Regions from separate parts of the Mus musculus genome. Here regions 1, 3 and 4 are each linked to region 2. The links are chromatin contacts, called in public Hi-C maps. All regions are on one chromosome and are shown on one strand. Each heading gives the region's core, a stretch centred on a gene start, on an enhancer-like site or on the middle of the called end of the contact. The rest is flanking DNA. Distances are from core to core; before and after follow the strand shown. Region 1 holds the start of Hnrnpa0 (heterogeneous nuclear ribonucleoprotein A0). Region 2 holds the start of Rnf44 (ring finger protein 44). Region 3 holds the start of Cks2 (CDC28 protein kinase regulatory subunit 2). Region 4 holds the start of Hnrnpk (heterogeneous nuclear ribonucleoprotein K).

The links. A called contact is a pair of places that touch in the nucleus more often than the background predicts.
Region 1: a Hi-C map of double positive thymocytes shows a contact between it and region 2, with 9 times the contacts expected there. The contact joins the promoter of Hnrnpa0 here to the promoter of Rnf44 in region 2. A contact is called at or near these places in 1 of 39 promoter capture datasets (liver) and 2 of 484 Hi-C or Micro-C datasets (CD4 T cells and double positive thymocytes).
Region 3: a contact with region 2 is called in a Hi-C map of CD8 T cells, with 6 times the contacts expected there. The contact joins the promoter of Cks2 here to the promoter of Rnf44 in region 2. A contact is called at or near these places in 2 of 484 Hi-C or Micro-C datasets (CD4 T cells and CD8 T cells).
Region 4: a contact with region 2 is called in a Hi-C map of B cells, with 5 read pairs. The contact joins the promoter of Hnrnpk here to the promoter of Rnf44 in region 2. A contact is called at or near these places in 1 of 39 promoter capture datasets (cranial neural crest) and 3 of 484 Hi-C or Micro-C datasets (B cells, CD4 T cells and embryonic stem cells).

What each region holds. Positions count from the first base shown.
Region 1 is chr13:58,124,445-58,129,972 of GRCm38.p6, reverse strand. Hnrnpa0 (heterogeneous nuclear ribonucleoprotein A0) reads left to right here and starts at 1,417. Exons shown (of 1, transcript NM_029872.1): 1 at 1,417-4,094. The coding sequence starts at 1,660. The coding sequence ends at 2,577.
Region 2 is chr13:54,685,674-54,690,709 of GRCm38.p6, reverse strand. It overlaps Rnf44 (ring finger protein 44), which reads left to right and starts at 2,902. Exons shown (of 11, transcript NM_001146026.1): 1 at 2,902-3,216.
Region 3 is chr13:51,643,425-51,648,879 of GRCm38.p6, reverse strand. Cks2 (CDC28 protein kinase regulatory subunit 2) reads right to left here and starts at 3,648. Exons shown (of 3, transcript NM_025415.3): 1 at 3,409-3,648. The coding sequence starts at 3,467. Gm22806 (a small nucleolar RNA gene) reads right to left here and starts at 681; the gene lies at 546-681.
Region 4 is chr13:58,399,156-58,404,106 of GRCm38.p6, reverse strand. Hnrnpk (heterogeneous nuclear ribonucleoprotein K) reads left to right here and starts at 1,595. Exons shown (of 16, transcript NM_025279.3): 1 at 1,595-1,714; 2 at 3,690-3,774; 3 at 4,117-4,214; 4 at 4,895-4,951. The coding sequence starts at 3,717. Rmi1 (RecQ mediated genome instability 1) reads right to left here and starts at 1,510. Exons shown (of 3, transcript NM_028904.3): 1 at 1,318-1,510.

The DNA.
Region 1 (5,528 bases), core at 168-2,667, 3.4 Mb before region 2:
TCCAGTCCTGTTTGAGTTCCTGTCCTGACTTCCTCCAGTGATGGACTATGATCTGGAAATGTAAACCAAATAAGGCCGTTCCTTCCCAGCTTGCCTTATTTCTACAACCCTAAGACACTGTAGAAATTGAGATCTTATCCGTGAACACTAAGCACAGTCCCTGACAGTTTTTTTTTAAAATCTAGTTATATGGATAAAGTTGGCAAAATGGCTGTTCATATTCACGAAGCTGGCAGCCCAGTAGAAGCTGCTGGCTGCAGGTCACAGGGGTGCACCAGATGAGGGAGATGAGAAGTAACGGGACAGAATGGGGATAGGACGTGTCGGGGGACACTGCTCCAACTCTAGTTAAGTCCCCTGGGTTTAATTCCCAAACCACAGTTGGGATGGCGGTGAGAAGGCAATAAAAATAGGAAATCTCATAGGGCATGCTTATAATCTAGTGCTTGGGAGTTCGAGGTCAGCCTGGCTCAAGGCTAGCAGTGTAAGGATGGGGCCGAATAAATCCTGCGTGGCTCGCAAGGAACATGTCCGCAGGAGCTCGCTGCTGAGTTCACAGGGCGGAGCATCGCCAGCGGCTACCGCAGGCCTGGCTCGGGCCTGGTCTGGGTTACCCGGTCTCAAGGGCTTTGGTGGTGTTCCCTCTCATGGGCTTGCTTCGGCGGGCAGAGTGGCACGGGGCAAGAGTCGCATTGGATTAATGGAGCCACCAGCCCACCGTAAACGGCCAATAACCGCCTTGGGGTCAGGCCGAGGCCCTCCATCTTTGTGCCGCCCCTAGGGGAGCCGACGCCGGGTGCGGGCCGGCCCCCAACAGTCAAGTTTTTAAAAAGTCCGCGCGGGGGCCACCCGGGCTGATCCGTTGGGAACGGCCAGAATTCCCGCGAGGACGAAGCGTGCGGGCGACAGAGGGTTCCGCACGGGAGGCGCCGGGCCAGTGCTCGAGAGGAGCGCGCCCGTCCCGCGGCAGCGGAAAACGGAAGTGGGTCTGAGGAGCAGCCGCTGATTGGCCGGCAGGTCACGTCCCTCAAGGGGCTGGCGCGAACGCCACTGCGGAGCTGGGCCTGGGCATCCGGCGAGGGGAGGGAGGGAGGGACGACTGCGGGAACAGCCGCGCGGTCGCCAGGAAACGCTCCACGGAGACGCGCGGAGGGCTCTGGCGGGCGGTCTCCCGGGCCCCGCGGCCCCGCGGCCCCGCGTCGAGTGCGAGCGCGGAGGCGGAAGGAGCGGCGGTCGCCGAGGAGCCCCAGGCCCGGACCGGGGTGGTGGGGAAACCGCGGAGGGCGGGGAGGCCGCGACCGAGAGCGGCGCTGCGGCGCGGTGGGCGGGACCAAGGCGAGCGGCCAGGCGATTGGCCGGCGTCCCGGCGTCGCTTGTGACGCACCGCGCGGGGAGGGTGCGCGCGCCTTCAGCGGCCTCTTTGTGTGGTGTCCCGATAGGGGAGCGGAGGTGGCGGCCGCGGCGGCCCCGGTCGGGTTCCAGCGTCCTCGGCTCGCCCTCGGGCCGGCAGCGCGCCCCTTCCCTCCCCCTCCCGCCCCTTCCCCGCCGGCGGTGGCGGCGGCGGCCGGGCCCGGGCTCGGACGAGGCCTCGGCGACCGCTAACGGGCGACGGCGACGCGGCGGAGCGCGCAGGGCGGGGGCAGGGCCCGGGCGGCCGACATGGAGAACTCGCAGCTCTGTAAGCTGTTCATCGGCGGCCTCAATGTGCAGACGAGTGAGTCGGGGCTGCGCGGCCACTTCGAGGCCTTCGGGACGCTGACGGACTGCGTGGTGGTGGTGAACCCCCAGACGAAGCGCTCCCGCTGCTTCGGCTTCGTGACCTACTCGAACGTGGAGGAGGCGGATGCCGCCATGGCCGCGTCGCCGCACGCGGTGGACGGCAACACGGTGGAGCTGAAGCGCGCCGTGTCGCGGGAGGATTCGGCGCGGCCCGGGGCGCACGCCAAGGTGAAGAAGCTGTTCGTGGGCGGCCTCAAGGGCGACGTGGCGGAGGGCGACCTGATCGAGCACTTCTCGCAGTTCGGCGCGGTGGAGAAGGCGGAGATCATTGCCGACAAGCAGTCGGGCAAGAAGCGCGGCTTCGGCTTCGTCTACTTCCAGAGCCACGACGCGGCCGACAAGGCCGCGGTGGTCAAGTTCCACCCGATCCAGGGCCACCGCGTGGAGGTGAAGAAGGCGGTGCCCAAGGAGGATATCCACGCGGGCGGCGGGGGTGCGCGGGCGGCCCGGGGCGGGCGCGGCGGAGGCCGGGGCCGCGGCGGCGGAGGCGGCGGCGGCGGCCGAGACCAGAACGGGCTGGCCAAGGGCGGCGGTGGCGGCGGCGGCGGCTACAACAGCTACGGCGGCTACGGGGGCTACGGCGCCTACGGGGGCGGTGGCGGCGGCGGCGGCTCATACGGCGGCAGCGACTACGGCAACGGCTTCGGCGGCTTCGGCAGCTACAGCCAGCACCAGTCCTCGTACGGGCCGATGAAGAGCGGCGGAGGCGGCGGCGGCGGCGGCAGCTGGGGCGGCCGCAGCAACAGTGGACCGTACAGAGGCGGCTACGGCGGCGGCTACGGCGGAGGCTCGTTCTAGAAGCCGGGTTCCGGATGCCGGCGGCGGGCGCGGCCATCGTCGCCCTCCGCGCCCGCCCCAGGTGCCCTCGGGGGAAGCCGCTCACCCTGGGGGGCACGACACCCCCCGCTTGCCTGCCCGTTACCCCCCCTGAAGGTGGACTCGGCCCCACACACACACATTTTTGTGTTACAGTCATTGATGGACTCTATTTTTTTATTATTACTTGGACCTTGGTCGTTTTTATACTAGCAAAAAAATGTCTTGTTTTAATTTGTGTTTTTTGGGGGGGCGGGTGGGCGGGCGGGAGTGAACTTGCTGATTCTGTAGCAACACCTGGGTGGGGGTTGGGCGGGAGGGTAGTTTACTTTGTTGTAAGGACTTGATACCTGGCTACAGCGTTTTCTATGAAACCTACTTGGATCCCATGCCTGGAATTTGGAAGCATATGTACAAAAATCATTTTTACGTTTTATTTTTAATAAATCATTGTGTTTGACCGTACATGTCTAACATTTTTTTTTTCCTAGGATCCACTCCTTACCGTTTTAAAGGATATTTTTGTTAGGTTTTGATGTGTACTTCGAGACGCTTAAAGGAGGTCTTGTGGGCTCTTTTTTTTTTTTTTTCCCCTTCCTGTTTGCCCAGTTAGTGATGTTGAATTTACCTTTTACAGACAAAATCTTTCTGAAGTGGTGGATGTGGCTGTTTAGTCCTGTGCATCCATCTCTTTGTAATAAGCGATTTGCTTATCATCTTGACATGGTTGGTTCTTTCTATGAGAATTTACTTCAAAACATGTACTGTGTAGTTTAAAAAAAATAGTTTGTGTTTAAAGCATGTGTTCTCATTCATATAAACTGTTTAAAACTTTTTTAGGTGACCTAGTTTCTTCCTTATTGGTTTGTCTGTAATGAATGGTTACAAATAAGGGTTCTATTTTACCCTAACACTAAATGAGTTTTTTTTAAATGTATTTTCAGAGCAGGTTTAAAAAAAGCGTTTCTTCCCTAAGTCTGAACTTTGTCCTCTTTTAAGTCCAACGGATGTAGCACCATCTGCTGGTAGAGTGGCAGTATAGCTGCAAGACGGTTGGTTAAGAAAAACCCAACTTACTTGTTCAGGACAATTTCATCAGATTTAGCAGTTTGCCATCAGAATTCTGCAGACTTGAAAGGTCCACATTTACTTGTAGCTGAGACGGGCTTCCCGGGAGTGTAGTTAACAGCCCGCATCAGTCACTTTTTCTACGTGAGATTTGAACATGTAAACTGCTATGCATAGCTTGGGCAGTAGCCCCAAACTGCTCCGGTAGCTACTGAAGCAGCTGTGTGTACTGGGGTTTTAGGTGCAAGTTGTAAAACAAAATATCTGTATTCTGCTTGGTTAACGTGTATTTGTAGCCCTTCATGCAATAGAATTCAAGTTGTTGTTTATAAAAAAAAAACAAAAACTGATAATAGAAGAAAATGCCTTCCTGGATAGAAACATAGAATAGCAACGTTTATGGATATCACAAATAAAGAATTCAATTCTTACATGATTGAGTGAGAGTATGTATAACCTGGTGGGTGGGCTCAGAGTACCTGCTATCTTACTGGGTTTGACGAGATGGTAAAAATTTGACTCGGATTTTGGAAGCCTAAAGCCTAATGGCATCAAGCTTTTCAGAAAAGATTTTTCTTTTTACCTTTTAAAATATTTTAATGTTGGAACCCCACATTTTAAGTTGTCACTGAATAATTCCTAAGATCTGATTCTTGCCAAAATATTGTAAGTACTAAGGTTCTTAAAGAGGTAAGAGGATTTATGTTTGGCTAGTTTGGTAAGTGTAGTGAGTGATAGCTGATGTTTGGGTCATGTATTTAACACTGTATAGGGGTGTGTTTGCTGTGGAAGAAAAAAAGTTGGATGAAGTTCTTTGCTCACAATTGCTTGCTTCCCTTAAATTCCTGCTTGAAACTACACTTGAAGATCTAATGCAGGCTTTGGTGGGGGGGGGGGGTCCCTCTAGGATACAGGAAAAGACCTAAAACTCATTACATGTTACCTCAGACTTTCCCCGGTTATTTTGGATGAAGACTGAGCTGGTAGGTATTGGGAGGTGACTAGTTTTAGTAATAGTGACTTAGCTAACAGTTCCTGGTGCATTAACAGCTCAGTGTTCACCCTTAGTGATGGATGTACTTGAATAGTAGGAAAGGAAAACAATGTTTCTGTAAGCACTTACTGTGTTTCCCCTAGCAGCCTCTGGCATGTGGAGCTTCTTGATGTCTTGGTTCACCTGTGAGAATCTCAGCAGAGGACGTCAAGCTTAGTTGACAGGAGATGGTGATAGAGTTTGCCACTCCTTTTGAGAATAGTTTTTCATGCTTGGGTATTTTCTGATTTTTCAAGATGAAAAGTTGCTCCAGTGTGAAGCTCTTTGTATTTTAAAGACTTTTAAGTTCTAAAATAACCATTAGTTAAAAGATAGTGTGGACCTTACATTAGTTTTTGTGTGAGTGTGTGAGCACATGCCTTTCACACAGCACCCTTGGAAGACACTGCAAGTCTGCTCTCCTGCCTTCTGGGTTTGGGGATCTGCAAGTGCCTTTACCAGCTGAGCCATTTCTGACAGGCCTGGGACATCTTTAAAGATGGTAATACTTTTTTTTTTTAAACCGTATTTTTGAGAAAAGGGAAGCTGCGTGTGTGAGTGCAGATTTCCAGAGAGTCCAGAAGGAATTAAACCTCATGGAGCTGGGTTATGGGGGATTTTGAGTTGCCAGGTGTGGGGTCCTCTTCAAAAGTTGAGCCATCTCCAGACCCCAGAGTTTCAAATGCTTAAAGTTTAGAAGTGATTGAGATTCATAAAGTGCTATACCGTAGTGTGGATTCTCGATTTTAGGAAAGACAGACCGAGGTTGGCTGGGAATTGGGAATTTAGGGTTCCCTGCCTCAAGACCACAAGTGACAGGAGTGTTGAATTG
Region 2 (5,036 bases), core at 1,653-4,152:
CTCAGCTGGCAGAAGGAATACCAACATGGTGCAGGAAGGGCTTAGAAGAGGTGAGCCCAGAAGATTGGCAGGGTGAGCATATTAGAGGCACCTCAGGGCCAGTGCACACTTGGTGGCAGTGAGGAGCCCCTGCAGGCTCCTCCTGAAGCAGCAGCAGGCAGGCAGATTTAAGTGTCTTTGAACATGGGCAGGATTTCTAGGTGCTTGTAATTGGTGGACATGAGGTTGAAGGGAACGGGAGAATTGATAAGGGGCCAACAAAGAACATCATTGTGCGTGTCCAAGTTCATGCGCATTCGTGGGAAATAGAGTGCCATCCCAAGTATCGCCTGTGCCACTACGTCATTACCTTGATGTCCTGTTGCTCAGAGATCTCCGCACATTGCCCCTGTACCACCTTGCCTTCAGCATGTTGGCTGCGTATCATCAGTGCAGTTAGTTGGCTAAAGGGTGTTCTGAGCCAAAGGGTGGACCCCCCCCTCCCAGTTTTCTTCTAGATTCTTCCATTGGCTACTTTCCATGAGAAGAGATTTTCATTGTAAGAGAAAAGTTTTTATGTCATAAAATTGGGCTTAAAGGACTGGAGAGGTAGTTCAGCAGTTAAGAGCACTTGCTGCTTTTCCAGAGGACCAGGGTTCGATTCCAAGCATCTATATCAGTTGATTTAAGCTGTCTTTAACTCTAGTTCTCAGGGGTCCAATGATATATTCTGGCCCTTACAAGCATTGCCTGTGAGTTGTACAAACATATAGGCAGACACACCCTCATACATATACATAAAATGATAAAGTCCTTTAAAAATAAGCCTAAGATATATTGTTTTATAGGTTTTGGCAATTTTATTCAGTGGGTTGTACTGTCTAGAATTTGTATTTTGAGACAAGATTCCTGTGTAGCCCTAGCTGTCCAGTCTGTAGATCAGGGTGGCCTCTAACTCAGAGGCCACCTGCCTTTCCCAGTTTCTGGGATTAAAGGCATCGGCCACTACACCCAGTTTTGTCTAGAATTTTTTGTTTGTTTGTTTTTTGAGACAGGGTTTCTGTGTATAGCCCTGGCTGTCCTGGAACTCAATTTGTAGACCAGGCTGGCCTCAGAAATCCATCTGCCTCTGCCTCCGAAGTACTGGGATTAAGGGTGTGCACCACCACGCCCGGCTAGAATTTTTTTGAATAGAATTTTATGTGTATTGGTGTTTTGCCTGCATGTATGTCTGTGTGAGGGTGTCAGATTCCTTGGAGCTACAGACAGTTGTAAACTGCCCTGTGGGTGCTGGGAAATGAACCCTGGTTCTCTGGAATAGTAACTAGTGCTCTTAATCGCTGAGCCATCTCTCCAGCCCTCTGTCTAGAATTTTTAAAAGCAAATACACAGTTACCAAATTAAAAAAATTTAAACTAGGAGTGGTGGTATAATGCCTGTAATCTCAGCACTTGGGAAGAGGATCAAGAGTTGAGGCTGCCTGAGATAGAGGAGATTATGTTTATAAGCACACAAAAACAATAGTAATACAAAGAAAAATTTAAAAATCTGCCCTCCTTGCTGGGCAGTGGTGGCATAATCCCAGCACTTGGGAGGCAGAGGCAGGTGGATTTCTGAGGCCAGCCAGGGCTATACAGAGAAACCCTGTCTCAAAAAACAAATCTGCCCTCCTGAACAGGTGCACCCTAATGAGAATTCCTGTGTCTTTTCCCAAATCACTTCCCACTGTATGCTGATACAATATTCAGTTGAAATTGATAATATTGTTACACCTTGTTAGTAAATTGGTTTGTTTTTTAAATATTTGGGATTATGGGATGCATCCACAAAGTACAGAGTGTCACCCATCTGTAGCCACAGAGGTTTAACAAATGTTGCCATTTTCTACTGACATCCTGTTCTGGGTTGGTGGACTCTGTAGTAGTCCAGTTACTACAGACCGGCCTAGTAGACATGAGTGCTTTAGGTAATGGTGATGTTCTGCTTATATAATCGATGCAGACACACCATACCCCACTTTGTATGTTTGCCTGGCCGGGGGGGGGGGGGGCATCCTAAGGGGACACCGACGTCTGCCCCCTCTCTCGCCTCAGCTGTGTTACTATCTGGGTGTGTGATATTTTTGTTGCTTGTATTTTGAAGACAAGGTCTCTGTAGCTATGTAGACCAGGCTGTTCTCGAACTATTGATCCGCCGGTCCTGGAGGAGTGACTCTTCTTTCCGGTACAGTGGCTTGCTTGTCCTGATCCCTAGGCTCTCAGTCGTTGAGAAGCTTAGAGAACTAAACTGCAGAAACCTCCCTGGGCCTGGTTCAGGAGATCCCAACTCTTCCCACTTCAGCTGAACTAGAGCCTCTCCACCCCTTTTCCCGGGCCGCGCTAGGGGCGGGGTGCCGAGATGTTTCTGTGACGTCAGCACGCGCAAGACCAATCCCCCTACCCAGGAGACGTTAAATCATTTGCATGGCTCCTCAGTCATTGGTCTCTTCAGCCCTGGGTTGTCCCAGCTGTTTAAAGGCGCCGTCTAACGGAACAGAAAGCGAGCGAGTAGAGAGGCGAGGTGAGCTATGAGGTCATCGCAGGCCTGCCGGGCTTGTGGTGACGTCATCTCCGGGAAGTGTGCTTGCCGAGCTAAGAGCGGTCCTCTCACCTCGGCTGCGTGAGAGGCTGCGTGCCCCACAGAGGCCGCGGCCCTAAGAAGGTAACCTTGACCTGTTAGTGCGTGCCACGGTCCCCGTACCTGGGCTCGCACCGCTCATCACCTGCGACTCGGCCTTGTGGGCTTTGAAGTATGAGGTGGGGGCGAAGAGGCTTTTTTAGCCAGCCTTTCAAGATGGCGACCCGCTAGTCACGTGCCGCCCGCAGGACGCGATTGGCCGACGCGCGGCGCGGGGCGGGGCCTGCGGGGCGGGGCCTGCGGGGCGGGGCGGGTGTCCGCTCTTGCCGCTACTGTTTGCTTGCGCGTCCTGGCGCGCCCCCGCGAGCCGCCTCCCGCGCTGCGCGCCCCCGCCGATCCGAATGTTGTGAATCAAAACGTGGGGCTGGTTCCATCCGGCCGCCGCGGACAGTTCTTAAAGGGCCAGCCCGCCGGAGAGCACAGCTGCGTCCTGCGCCGCCCTTCTCTCGGGCCCGGGCTGGGGAGGCGGAAGACAGAGCAGGCTCGCGAAGGAGCGGGCGCTTCACCGTCCGCACCCCGCATCGCGAACAAAGGAGCCCGCGTGTGGTCGGACGGCTGCCGGTGAGTCGGGCCGGGCCTCTTAACTTCGGACCCGCACCCCGGAACTACGGCTCCCTCGGGGACGCGTTGTTTGCCGGCCTCGTAGGCGTCGATCCCGGGCTGAGGGAGTGGTGGGAGACGGCGGCGGGGCCCCCGGGCCAGGTGCTGCCTGCGGCTACCTAGTCCGGGCCGCTCTTCTGCCTTGCAGAGCGCTGCGGTGGAGGGGAAGGAGCCAACCCCTCCCCCTGCAGCCGCCACTTCCTTTGTTGTTGCTTTTGTCTCACGCCGAGCACATGGTCCGGGATCCTCGGCTCTTAAAGTCACAGCGCTCTAGCCCCAGCGGTGCTGCCTGCCTTTTCCCCTCAGTGTTCCTCCGAGTGCGGCATTACGGAGTAAGGGGAACAACGGAGGCCCCTCCTGAGACAGGTGTACGAGCTTCGGTCCCATCCCCAAGGAGGGGTAGCTTTGGAAAACTGCTGGAGCCCCACGGCCTGCTTTGGGGAGGAGCCTTATCCTCTGGGACTTTGTTTTCCTTCCCCATAATGTGAACACCTAGTTTCTTGTCTGTGGCTTTTTTAGGGGCGCCCTGGGGAGATTTCAGTCTCTATTGTTAATAAGGCTTAGCCGAAACTAAAGGGGTTCTTTAACCAAGGTCACCCAGGGAGTCTAAGCTGGCCAAGGTGTGGTGGTTCCGCCCTAAATCGCCTCCTCGGCCTTTGTGGGAGTTGGGAAGCTCCTACTTAGAGGGAGGTACGGCGAGCATGTAGGGTAGGGGAACTTGTATTCCCACCTAAGCCTGCTCGTCTGCTAGAGGGAGTGAATCTTTCTGCAAACCGACCCTATTCGACTCTACTCAAGGGTTAGAATGTGTGCTTGGGACTCTGTACTTGGCTGGCGGGGTTGTGGACCCATGGGGACAAGAGATAGACTTAGGGGAGTTTACACAAACTTTATGGATAGAGAGCAGTACAGTGAAGAGAGGTGTGGGAAAGCAGTGGTGCTGGTTGACCTTGAGTGTGTTGATTGGTCCAGCTCAGTCACTCTTGCGTCTCTGGGACACTACTCACGCATAAAGATACTACATCTCACACGTGGCTCCTGAAGTACTCTGTAGTTTTCCCTCCGACCACTGTCATTGAGACTACTGGGGCTTTGGGTCTAGGGAACCAGCCAGGAGGACCAATTGTGTTCCCCGTGGTCTAGAACAAGTCCTTGGGGTTTCAGTAACTGAAATGGGTGTGTCCCCTCTTTACCACTTTAGTTTCTGGCAGGAGTTAAAGAACCACCTTTCTGTTCCTCAGGTACACTGCTGGACACCATGCTCGTGCCTCCTTTAGCGCTTAGGGACTTGTGTCTACCTAGGGTAGGGGTGCAGGAGGAGGCCAACCATTCACACCACAGCTGGCCTTCACTTAAGGCTGCCTCTTCTCTTCCCTTTAAAGTAGCCTTTGATGGGTCCCTGAGAGATCGTTCTTAGGTTCCCATTTTTACAGAGGAGGAATCTGAAGTTCAAGGAGAGGAAGTGATGGGCCTAAGACCCTGGCAAGAAGTTGGGGGTGATGCTGTTACCTTTGGCTCCATTGCTTCCCACTAGATGTCCTTCTGTCTGCTGGGTTGGGATAGGCCAGGCATCTTGTTTCAGGTATTTGAGTTTTCCCTGACCTGGAATCTCAAAAGTGGGGGCCTATGTGTCAGGGTATCTTGGAGAGAAGGCCCATTTTCTGACTGAGGAGGGAGAGCAAATGCAGTTGGGTTGTGTGTGTGTGTGTGTGTGTGTCCATCCATCCATCCATTCCTGTATGCTTTAGCCTCATTTCAGAGACTAAGATTTGGGGGGAGTG
Region 3 (5,455 bases), core at 2,399-4,898, 3.0 Mb after region 2:
TATGCCTTTGGAACTTCATGTGACCGTTGGTTTCCCAGTAAAGTGCATTTCCAGAACGTTAGGAAGCACTTAAGTCTTTAGTATCAAGCCATTATCAACACAATTTTTCCTTTCTGTGGAAAACCCACACTAATCTTTTTTTCCCCCCAAAGACAGGGTTTCTCTGTATAGCCCTGGCTGTCCTGGAACTCACTTTGTAGACTAGGCTGGCCTCGAATTCAGAAATACGCCTGCCTCTGTGCTGGGATTAAAGGCGTGCGCCACCACACCGGGCTCCCCCCCACCCCCCAGTAATCTTTTTTTCCTACTAATGGATCTAACATATAATTTAATGAACAATTAAGCTAAACCAGTAATGTATAAGTATTATACAGAAATCTTAGAATCTCATGGAGACTTAGCCATATCTATCACTAATGACTCAGCTGTTTCTTTGAGACCCGCCCCCACTCCTTATCATGCTGCAGTGGAAACTGGCCTCAAACTATCTTTTTGCCTTAGGCTCCCAAGTGCTACAATTACAGAATTGGGTACAACATCCATCCAGGTGTTTCTTTCTAATGAATTGACCATTAGACTTACAAATTTCTGCAATGGCCAACAGACCATAGAAAGATATTTCTTTAGGCTCCTGCTTGAAACCAACAGCTTCAGTAAACTGCGGCCTTGATTCAGGGCCAAAACAAACAAACACAATTTTAACACATATATACACAAGCAAATTTGTACCCTAGCCTGCATAAAGCATTGTCACCACAAAGTATCTCTAAATTTCAGCCTCACTTTAATTACCCCTGGTTTTAACTTTACACAAAGTTAGCAATTAACATTTTTTGACCAGTATAAGTCAAGTCTGAGATGGAGGTGCAAATTCAGCTCTGGACTTTTGGAATTGGGATAGTGCAGTCCATAGTCCACTCTAAGCACCAAACTGCCCATAACAGGTTTTAAGCTGTGGATTTGAGCGCAGATAATCCTTAACCAGCTTTACCACAAGGCCGATGACTACGTGCCATCACTGCCATTTCCAGGCACATATTAAATAAATATTCTTACCCACACAAGTTACCACTCATTCTTGAAATACTGCTTAATGTTTTTGTTACTGTTACTGCTTTGCTGCTATATATCATAGTGGAGGAAGGAAGGATTGCCAAGTTTCAGGGCACCTATTTGAGTTCAGAGAGACTTCCAATAATCAAGACTGTACAAAATAACCCATGACCTTATCTTTCCACTGATATCAGTCTTTGTTGTTGTTTCTGGGGTTTTTTTCCCCGTTTTTTTTTTTTTTTTTTTTTGAGACAGGGTTTCTCTGTATAGTCCTGGCTGTCCTGGAACTCACTCTGGGATCAGGGTGGCCTTGAACTCAGAAATCTGCCTACCCCTGCCTCCCAAGTGCTGGGATTAAAGGCGTGCACCACCACTACCGCCCGGCCACTGATATGCCTTAAGTGACAGACATTATGCTTGTCAATTAGCTTTCACAAACAGTACTGTCTCTACAAGGCATTCAGATACAAGGAGCCTCAAGTATCTCCTACCTGATAAGTCATGTCAAGAGGCTGCACTTCATATGGGGTCATTTATAATGTACATGATTTTATTTGTATATTACTACTGATCATGTACCAGGAAAACTATTCTCAGAACCCAGTTTTTGTTGGAATACAAAAAGTGCAATATATGACTCAAGTGCAAAGAAATCCTCCATTTTATTTCTGTAAGGACAGGCTGGGCCTGATGACACACAGGTCCCTCCCCGGACTAGTAAGGCAGATGCAGCTAGAGCTGTCTACATGGAGTTCCAGGACACCCTGGGTTATGGAGACTCCCTCAAAAATGCCCAAAAGGACTCCCATGATATTTGAGGAGCAGTCTACTCTGTTCCTAGTAATCACCCCTTCACAAAATCACTAAGTTTTGAACTTTATCCAACACACATAGTTCTACTATAAACAAAACACCCTAGACTCACACCTCTGTGTCATATCACCAGTACACAGTCCCTGTCAAGAGCACCTCTCTAATTCTTTTGTAAAGGTTGGTCAGTTAAGCTCAAGCTAGTGTGGCAACACACCCACCATCTCAGCAACTGCTAAGGCAGAACAGCAAGCTTAAACACTTCATGTTTCAAAATAAAACACTTTTTTTGACCTCTGGATTCCAGTGGGTAATAAACTAGCTCCTACTTTATATTGGAGTAAAATACTTAAGACAGACCAGCAGTTGCTCCCCAAAACACGCACAACTTATATACTCCAAGTTTAGAAACTAAAACTATCTCACTTTGACAACTAAAGAAATGTATATAAACCCATATGCTAAACATTTCCATCCAAATAATTATTTGCCTAATTTAGAAAGACAGTACAATTACTTTCGGTCATTTTTGGATATTTCCAAACCAAGTTCTGAGTTACTATAACGACCAAATATTAAGCCAATTATCACATGGTTACCATTGTGAAGTTTGTAATTACTATGTAAAGACTGTTATGTATTTAAATTTTTTAGTAAGGGGGAAAAAAAAAACCCATGAGACTTCCCTACTTAAGAACATTCAAGTTTATAGCATTAGTGCATCGTCAAACAGCCTGGAAAAAGTTTTCTGGCTGTGAAGACTTCTACACTAGCGGACTGAGAGAATGGGGGGTGGGGCGGTGAAGCCACTCTTTTAAAAAGTGTCTCATCCCTCAAACAGCATTCTGGACACTAACCTAAAAGGGCAGCAAACAGAAAACAAGGTCACTATTTGCCCAAGGGAGGAACAGGTTTTACCCACCTGGAGTCCTTGACTGTGTCCCAGAATGCAACGCTCTAATCCCAACCCAGAAGAACCCAGCGACGGAAAGGCCTTTGAAACCACACCCCAAGTCATAAGGGATACAATAAAGTTAACTACAATCCTCCCTTACTTTCCACAATCCCATTTGCTAATTATATTAACGTAGGTACTACCTTCCTGCGCATCTCAGGATTTAAAACTCAAAACTTCCTCAAAAGCCCCAAACGTGGCCAATATGGACTAGCAGTTGAAGGTAACGTAGCCACCACCACCCCAATCCTTCCGAAGGCAATCTCGAGTTTTCAATTTGATCTTGAAGCCCTTTAACAACGCCCCGTGTTACAGCGTCTGGAGCCGTTACCCATCAGACACTCGATAATGCCCGTCGGGTGCGTTTCCGGGGACTTCCCCTCCCGGCCAGTCCGGGCCAGTGCGGTTTGCGGTCGTGAACTCCCAGACTAGGCGCTGCCCACCCATCTAACGACTCCCCATCTCCTGCGATCCCCGCAACACTACACAAAGCAAGGCTGCCCGGACGGACGGAGGCCTCTAAGGGGGTCCGAGTCCCGACCACCAGGTCTGACCTCCCAGCGCGGCCCTCCTCCGCAGGCGCTCCTCACCGGTACTCGTAGTGCTCATCGAAGTACTTGTCTGAGTAGTAGATCTGCTTGTGGGCCATCCTGCCGGCGCGCAGAGGAGTAAGCGGGATCAGGAAACCGGGCGCAAGGGGCTCTACGTCCGCCTAGGGCCGACGCAACGACTCGAATGAGGCCAACGACCGCAGGCCCAACGCTCTGGATTTGAATCCGACAGCCCTCCGCCGATTGGGCGAAGCCACCAACCAATCACGCTCCGCGCAGACCTCGAGGACAGGTAACCAATCAGAAGCCTGTTGCAAGATTGCGAGGGCGGGAGTAAGGATTGGCTAACGATTCAGCGAGGAGCGCCCGGCGACCCCAAGAGATATTGAGAAGGGCGGAGCCGAGTCGTTAAGTGCCTCGCAGCGCGTGCGCAGTGGTTTAGAACGTGCCTGGGGGCAGAACCGTTGGGTGGTGGGCGGACACGAGATGAGGTATCCGGGGCTCTGGGGGCCGGAGCGGCACGAGACGCCTGGGGGGCGGTCTCTGTGGTCAGGGAAGTCCAGCTGCGGAGCGTTCCAGAGGGTAAGGTGCCCTCCGCTGCCCCTGATGGCAACGCTAATTACGCTTGGCTGCGAGCTAGTCCCATCTTAAAAAGATGTGCTCATGTAAAAGGAAGTTGAAAGGGTGTTAAGTCGTGGTTTCGTGCAGCAAGTTACATATAACAACCATTTTCTACAATGAGCAGGTGTCATTTTTCTTTTAATATTTTTGCGATTTGTTGCAGTGGATGAATTGCTCTGGTGTGGCTGTTAGGATAACAAAGTAACCCACGGCAGCTGGGCGTACTGGCCCACACCTTTAATCCCTGTACTCCAATGCCAGGTCAACACCCCTCCCTCCTCCTTTTTTTTTTTTAGTTTGGTTTGGTTTTTGTTTTTTCGGAGACTGGCTTTTCCTGTGTAGCTCTGGCTGTCCTGGAACTCACTCTGTAAACCAGGCTGGCCTCGAACTCAGAAATCCATTTGCCTCTGCCTCCCAAATGCTGGGATTAAAGGCGTGCGCCACCACCGCCCGGCTGTTTTTTGTTTTGTTTTGTTTTGTTTTGTTTTTGAGACAGAGTTTCTCTGTGTAGCCCTGGCTATCCTGGAACTCGCTCTGTACACCAAGCTGGCCTCAAACTCAGCGATCCTCCTGCCCCTGCCTCCCCAGTGCTGGGATTAAAAGTGGATGCCCCATCACCGTCCAGCTTCAGCCTAATATCTTTAACAGATGGTAGGATAGCAAAGTGTGATCCTGTCTAAAATAATAAAAACGGAAGTCAGCATGTAACTACAATTTTATTTTTTTATAGAGTTGGGTAATCAGGTGCCTGCAATCTTTTAACGACAGGTTTCCCGACTTCACTTGGCCCTCAGTTAAAGAGAACACAAGATCGTCTGACTTCTTGCACAACTTTAAAGTTATTTTTAGCACTAAAATAATAAAGGTGCTAATTGCCTACCGATATTATCACGTGAGACAACAGGTGGGATTAAAATTTCAACATGTAAATAGGAGGATGTAAGCATACACTCTATAACACAAATAATATGGAGGTATGAGTTCTGTTCTGAAAGATCTTTAATTACTATCTAAGCAGTGGTTCTCAACCTTCCTGATGCTGCAGCCCTTTGATGCAAGTGGTGATCCTTAACTTTATAATATTTTGTTGCTACTTCATAACTATAATTTTGCCACTGTTATGAATTGTAAATCTCTGATACTCAGCTCCCATGGGAGTCTAGTAGATTGAGAACAGCTGATCTAGAGAAAGTGCCCTGCTTTCCAAGTCTCCACTGATAGGGAATCCTTTAGATCTCCTGCTCACCAGAACGGACATTGGCTTACACATTGTTTCCCTGCACTATTTATTCTCCATGCAGTGAATGTAGAGAGCATACTTACTTTGTTTATTATCCATGTCTAGAGCACAGTAGAGTCCCTGTGCATGGTGGATACTCAATAATGAGGTTCTTAAAAAATATACCAGCCAGCCGTGGTGGCGCGAGTCTTTAATCCCAGCACTTGGGAGGCAGAGGCTTGAGTT
Region 4 (4,951 bases), core at 346-2,845, 3.7 Mb before region 2:
AAAAGTGAGAGAAGAAAACAAACAGGTATAACTGGGGGGTGGGGGTGGGCGCAAGAACAATCCTGCCATGAAATCTTGAGGAAGCAACTTCTCACTAGAGACTAGTCAAGACAATTTCTGTAGTTTCCTTTAGATTCCCACTTCTCATTTACAAAAAAAGTTGTTAGCGGGGTGGTGGAGGCGGCTATGCAGGCAATAATCTCAGCACTCGGGAGGCAGAGACAGGGGGATCTCTGAGTTCCAGACCAGCCAGGGTTACACGGAGAAACCTTGCCTCGGAAAAAAAAAATGTTGTACTAGAAATACTAACTTGCCGGGCAGTGGTGGCACACGCTTTTACTCCCAGCACTTGGGAGGCAGAGGCATTGGATTTCTGAGTTCGAGGCCAGCCTGGTCTACAGAGTTCCAGGACAGCCAAGACTACACAGAGAAACCCTGTCTCGGAAAAAAAAAAAAAAAAAAGAAAAAGAAAAAAAGAAATACTAACTTTAGCTGGCCATGGTTACGCTTGCCTTTAATCCCTGCTTTGGGAGGACGAGGCAGGTGGATCTCTTGAGAGACCCTCCGGGTCAAAAACCACCATATGAAAAATCTTGAGCCAGGAGTGGGGGCACACGCTTTTAATGCCAGCGTTTGAGAGGCAGCGGCAGGAGATCTACAGGATCCCACGACAGCCAGGGCTACACTAGGCTGTCTCAGAACGAGAGCCCCCTCACCAGATCCTCAAGCCCCAGTCTCTTCTGTCAGTTAGGTAAAGGATGGCTCGACCGCTCTGTAACGGAGCGATTTACAGGGTGCTGGCCGGTGTGCACATTTTGGGATTATTCGAGGGAAAGGTAGGACAGGGTGCGCTCGCACACACGCCTCGCTAACTGGAGGTCACCCCTACAGGCTGACATCCGGACATCAGCCAGAGTCTGGGGACCGTGGAGCTCTGCTGTGAGGATGAGGAGCGAGGCGAGCACCCGCAGTGACCCTCCCTTCCCCTGGTGGGGCAGCCATGGCGGGGCAGTGTGCCTGCGAGCTTTCTCAGGGAGGGTCCCAGGGAGCGCTGCAGCACGGACGCGCGGGCATTCCCTACGCGGCGTTCCCGGGGGGTCTGCATCGCACCGGCCCAACACGGAAGTAAGCCCCGGGCTCCCTGGGAGCGGGCGCCGCTTCCAGCCCTCCCCCGCCCTCCCCGCCGGGGGAGCCGTTAGCACAGCGGGTTTCCCGGGCGCCGCGGAGGGGGCGCAGAGCCCGCAGCGCCGGGGAGGGAGGGGGCGAGCGAGACGCGACAACGGGTAGCTGCGGAACCCGGGCGGAGCACCGACCGACCTGGCCTTCCCGCCTCGCCTCGCCTCGCCTCGCACCGCAGCGTGATCCCAGGGCCGCGCGCCGCTCTCCCTCTCCCGTTCCCAGCTGGGTTCTCTTTTCCCTCTTTCACTTCTTCCCGCCCAATCGGGCGCTCACGGGGCGACCGTCCCTCCTCCAATCGCGCCAAACTCCCTCGGGGCTCGAAAATCCCCCCGCAGTCGCCCCTCCCGGCACACGTGAGCAGCGCCGCTGAAGTCTCGCGAGAGGTCTGTCACTACTCCCCTCCCCCTCACCACAGAGTGCGCGAACGAGAAAGGAGGAGGGCGCTACAGGCGACAGCGCTGCAGACGCCATTATCCTCTGCTTCTCCGCTGCACGGACGTCGCCGTCGTGCTCGTCTCCCACTCGATTGCGGCCTGTAGGTATCTGGGTGGGCTAGGGCTTCGGGGTAGCGAGTCCCCGGAGCGGGTTGGCGCCCCGGGATGGCGGCTTGGGCTATCCCCATGCCCGAGTTTTCTCAGGCCCGCGGCCTTCCAGCCCAAAGGGAGTCGCCGGCGGAAGGCGGGGTTCTCGGCGCCGTAATTGACGCGGCCACGGGCCAATCGCTTCGCGCTCGCACCACCGCCGAAGCCTGGGCAGCCAATGGGGCGCGACGCTGAAGTGGGAGGGGGTTTGTCCTCGTTCTCTGTCTAGCAGTGACCGACCGTCGGAGGCGGCGCGGCCGGGAGGCAACGGCGGACTCGCGCGGTGAGCGGGACGGGCGGGTCGCGCTGGCTGGAGCGGGGTCGGACGCCGTAGTCGGCTGTCCGGGGTGGCGTTCGGGGCGGCCGTGGCCCGCCGGGGAACGTTGCCCGGGTTCCCCTCCCCCCACCGCCGCCATTTCCCCGAGCGTGCCCCTGCGGTTGGCGTGCCGGCGCTAGGTGGCTTGAGGGACCCGGGAAGGAGAGGCCTGTGGGTTTGCGACGCGGGCGCCCCGTGTGGAGGGAGCGCCGGGCCGTCCGGTGGACTCGCGGGTGTGGTGTGTGTGTGTGCGCCCCGGCCGCCCTTTGTCCCTCCACGGCGTGGGCCTCCCTCCTCACCCCACCTCCGGGGTGGGGGGTGCTGCGCGGCGGGGCCGATGGGGCGGCCGCGGCGGCTTTGTCTCGGGTGGTGGGGGAGGTGCGGGGGACGGGCGCTCGCGAGCCCGCGTGCTGGGTGGGGGAGGGGGGTCTCGCGCGACTCCGCCTAGTCGCACGTAGTCGCCATTACGCGGGCCGCCATTTCCTGTCGGATCCGGGTGAGGAGAGGCTCGCCGCTCGGCGACGGTCGCTGGCCGCTGCTTCCAGGCCCGGCCCGTGGGCGGGAGGCGAGCGCGCGCGGTCGGTCTCGCTCGGCGGACCTGTTAACACCAGCGCGCTGTGGGAACAGCGGCCGCGGGACGAGAGGGCTGGCTGGGCCTGTTTGTGTGCGTAGACCCGGCTGATTTGCCTGAATCCATTTACCCCCGCGGCCGGGGGTTTAGCGGAGTGGCCGGCCGATCTCTGCATTTAAAGTGGTCCCCAGAGGGATCGTCATTTGCTGCCGGCGTTTTGGAATAGGAGAAGGCATGAGGGTGATGCCTCGACTTTAAGATCCTGTGTTGGTCCTTGGCTTTGGTAGGACTACGAGTTAACTGGACCAGTTGTGATGGTTTGGTTGCAGTCTTGGAGAGTTGGGTTAGAGGTAAAATTGTTGGGAAATAGCCTTTTTTACGTTGCCTAAAATAATGGTGTTGGTGATTAAAGATTCCGTGGCTTTGCTGAATAATGGTGGTCGTTTCCATCTGGTTCTTTAGATTTCTGTGTCTGAAAGTTCAATGTACCTTGTATTTGCCGCTAAGTTTTTTAAAGTTGGCAGATTTCATTGATTAGTGTTGTCAGTCACGACCAAAGGCGGGGAAAAAATTACTACTAGCCCTACTATAACACTAGTTTTGTGATAAGACGTGGTCTTTTCAAGAATTAGTCTCGTGAACAAAATTATATGTCGACTAGTTTTTCCGTTGTAATGAAATGAAGCAAGTTGCTGAGGACGGAATTACTGGTCCCCCACACCCCTTGCGGGGGGGGGGGGCGCAAGGCTCTGGTGGTGGAGGTGGTTAGGGTGTGCTTCATTGAGACAATCTAGTCTAAAAGAAGTCCATTATGCCTGTCTCTCCTCAATTATAGTTTTTAAAAACAGTTCACTTTTAGGAATATTTTAGTTTCCTCGAATCAGACCTTGTTTTTATATACTACTGTAGCACTAGGATGTCACTTGTGTGTGCTGGAAGCAGAATCCTTTTTTTTTTTTTTTTTTTTTGGAAGATTTTAAGCAAAAGAGTGTTTGCTTTCTGATAAGCCAATGTACTAGCTAGCTTCTTTATTTTTCAACAGATTGGTGGATCCATTTAATTCAAGAAAATGGAGACCGAACAGCCAGAAGAAACCTTCCCCAACACCGAAACCAATGGTGAATTTGGTGAGAAGATACTTTAATTATAACCAATTAGTATTTTCTGTTCTGTTACTTTAATTACCATAAATGTTTTTGATATGTTCTGTTTACCTCTTATATAGTTTCATTTTTTTGTAGTCTTGAGTTTGTCTGTTGGTTTTTATGAAAAGAAGTAACCTTTTCTTGCACAGGTTAAAAAGCAGTACAGTTTTTCCAACCAACATTTTAATCCTTTGAAATACTTATTAAAATAAGGCCTTTGATATTAGGGATATTAGGGAGACAAAGGCAGGGACTTAAAAAGTGGCTTCAATTACCCTTTCTTGGGGGATGTTTCTAATTGAAAATTTAAACTTTAATTTCTAGGTAAACGCCCTGCAGAAGATATGGAAGAGGAGCAAGCCTTTAAAAGATCTAGAAATACTGATGAGATGGTTGAATTGCGCATTTTGCTTCAGAGCAAGGTATAAGCTCTTTAAAATTTGGAGGTTGGTTAGTAGTTAAATATAAATGGATGCTTTTTCACTTTGAACTCTGCTTTGGCTCTGGAAACCTTTCAGAATTTTATAACACGTTGAATAAAAGGTTTTTAAAGGGTTCATTTGTTTTGAGACCCCTCACAGGTGAGGCGGGCCTTGAGCTCTTGATCCTCTGTCTTTGATTACTGGGATTCCGAGTGTGCGCTATCACATTTAGTTGTGGTTCTTAATGATAAGCAGATTTCAGAACTGCCGGTAGTGCTGAAATTTTAATGGTGAAAGCCCTATTACCAGGGTCCACCACAGATCAGCTAGAGAGATGAGTGGAGTAACTGTAGACACAGGTTTTAAGTGTTGGTTGCATCTTATTTCCCCAGGAAACTAGTTTACTTAAGTCTACCCCATCACTTATTTCAAGTCACAATATAAAAGTAGGTACTGTTTAGATTCTGTTTGTTTTTTTACAAGAGGGCACTTGTAATCTGTGCTTTCTAGGAATTTTATATTCATGCCTGGTGTTCTGAATACTCCAAAGACCATAAAACTATTCATCTTGATTTTTTTCTTTCTCAAGATTTTCAGTGCTGTGCAAACATTAGAAGTTAAAAATATAGCTTAAAAATACTAATTTTCTAAATGCAAAATTTTTTTTTTGTCTATTCCAGAATGCTGGAGCAGTGATTGGAAAAGGAGGCAAGAATATTAAGGCTCTCCGTACAGAC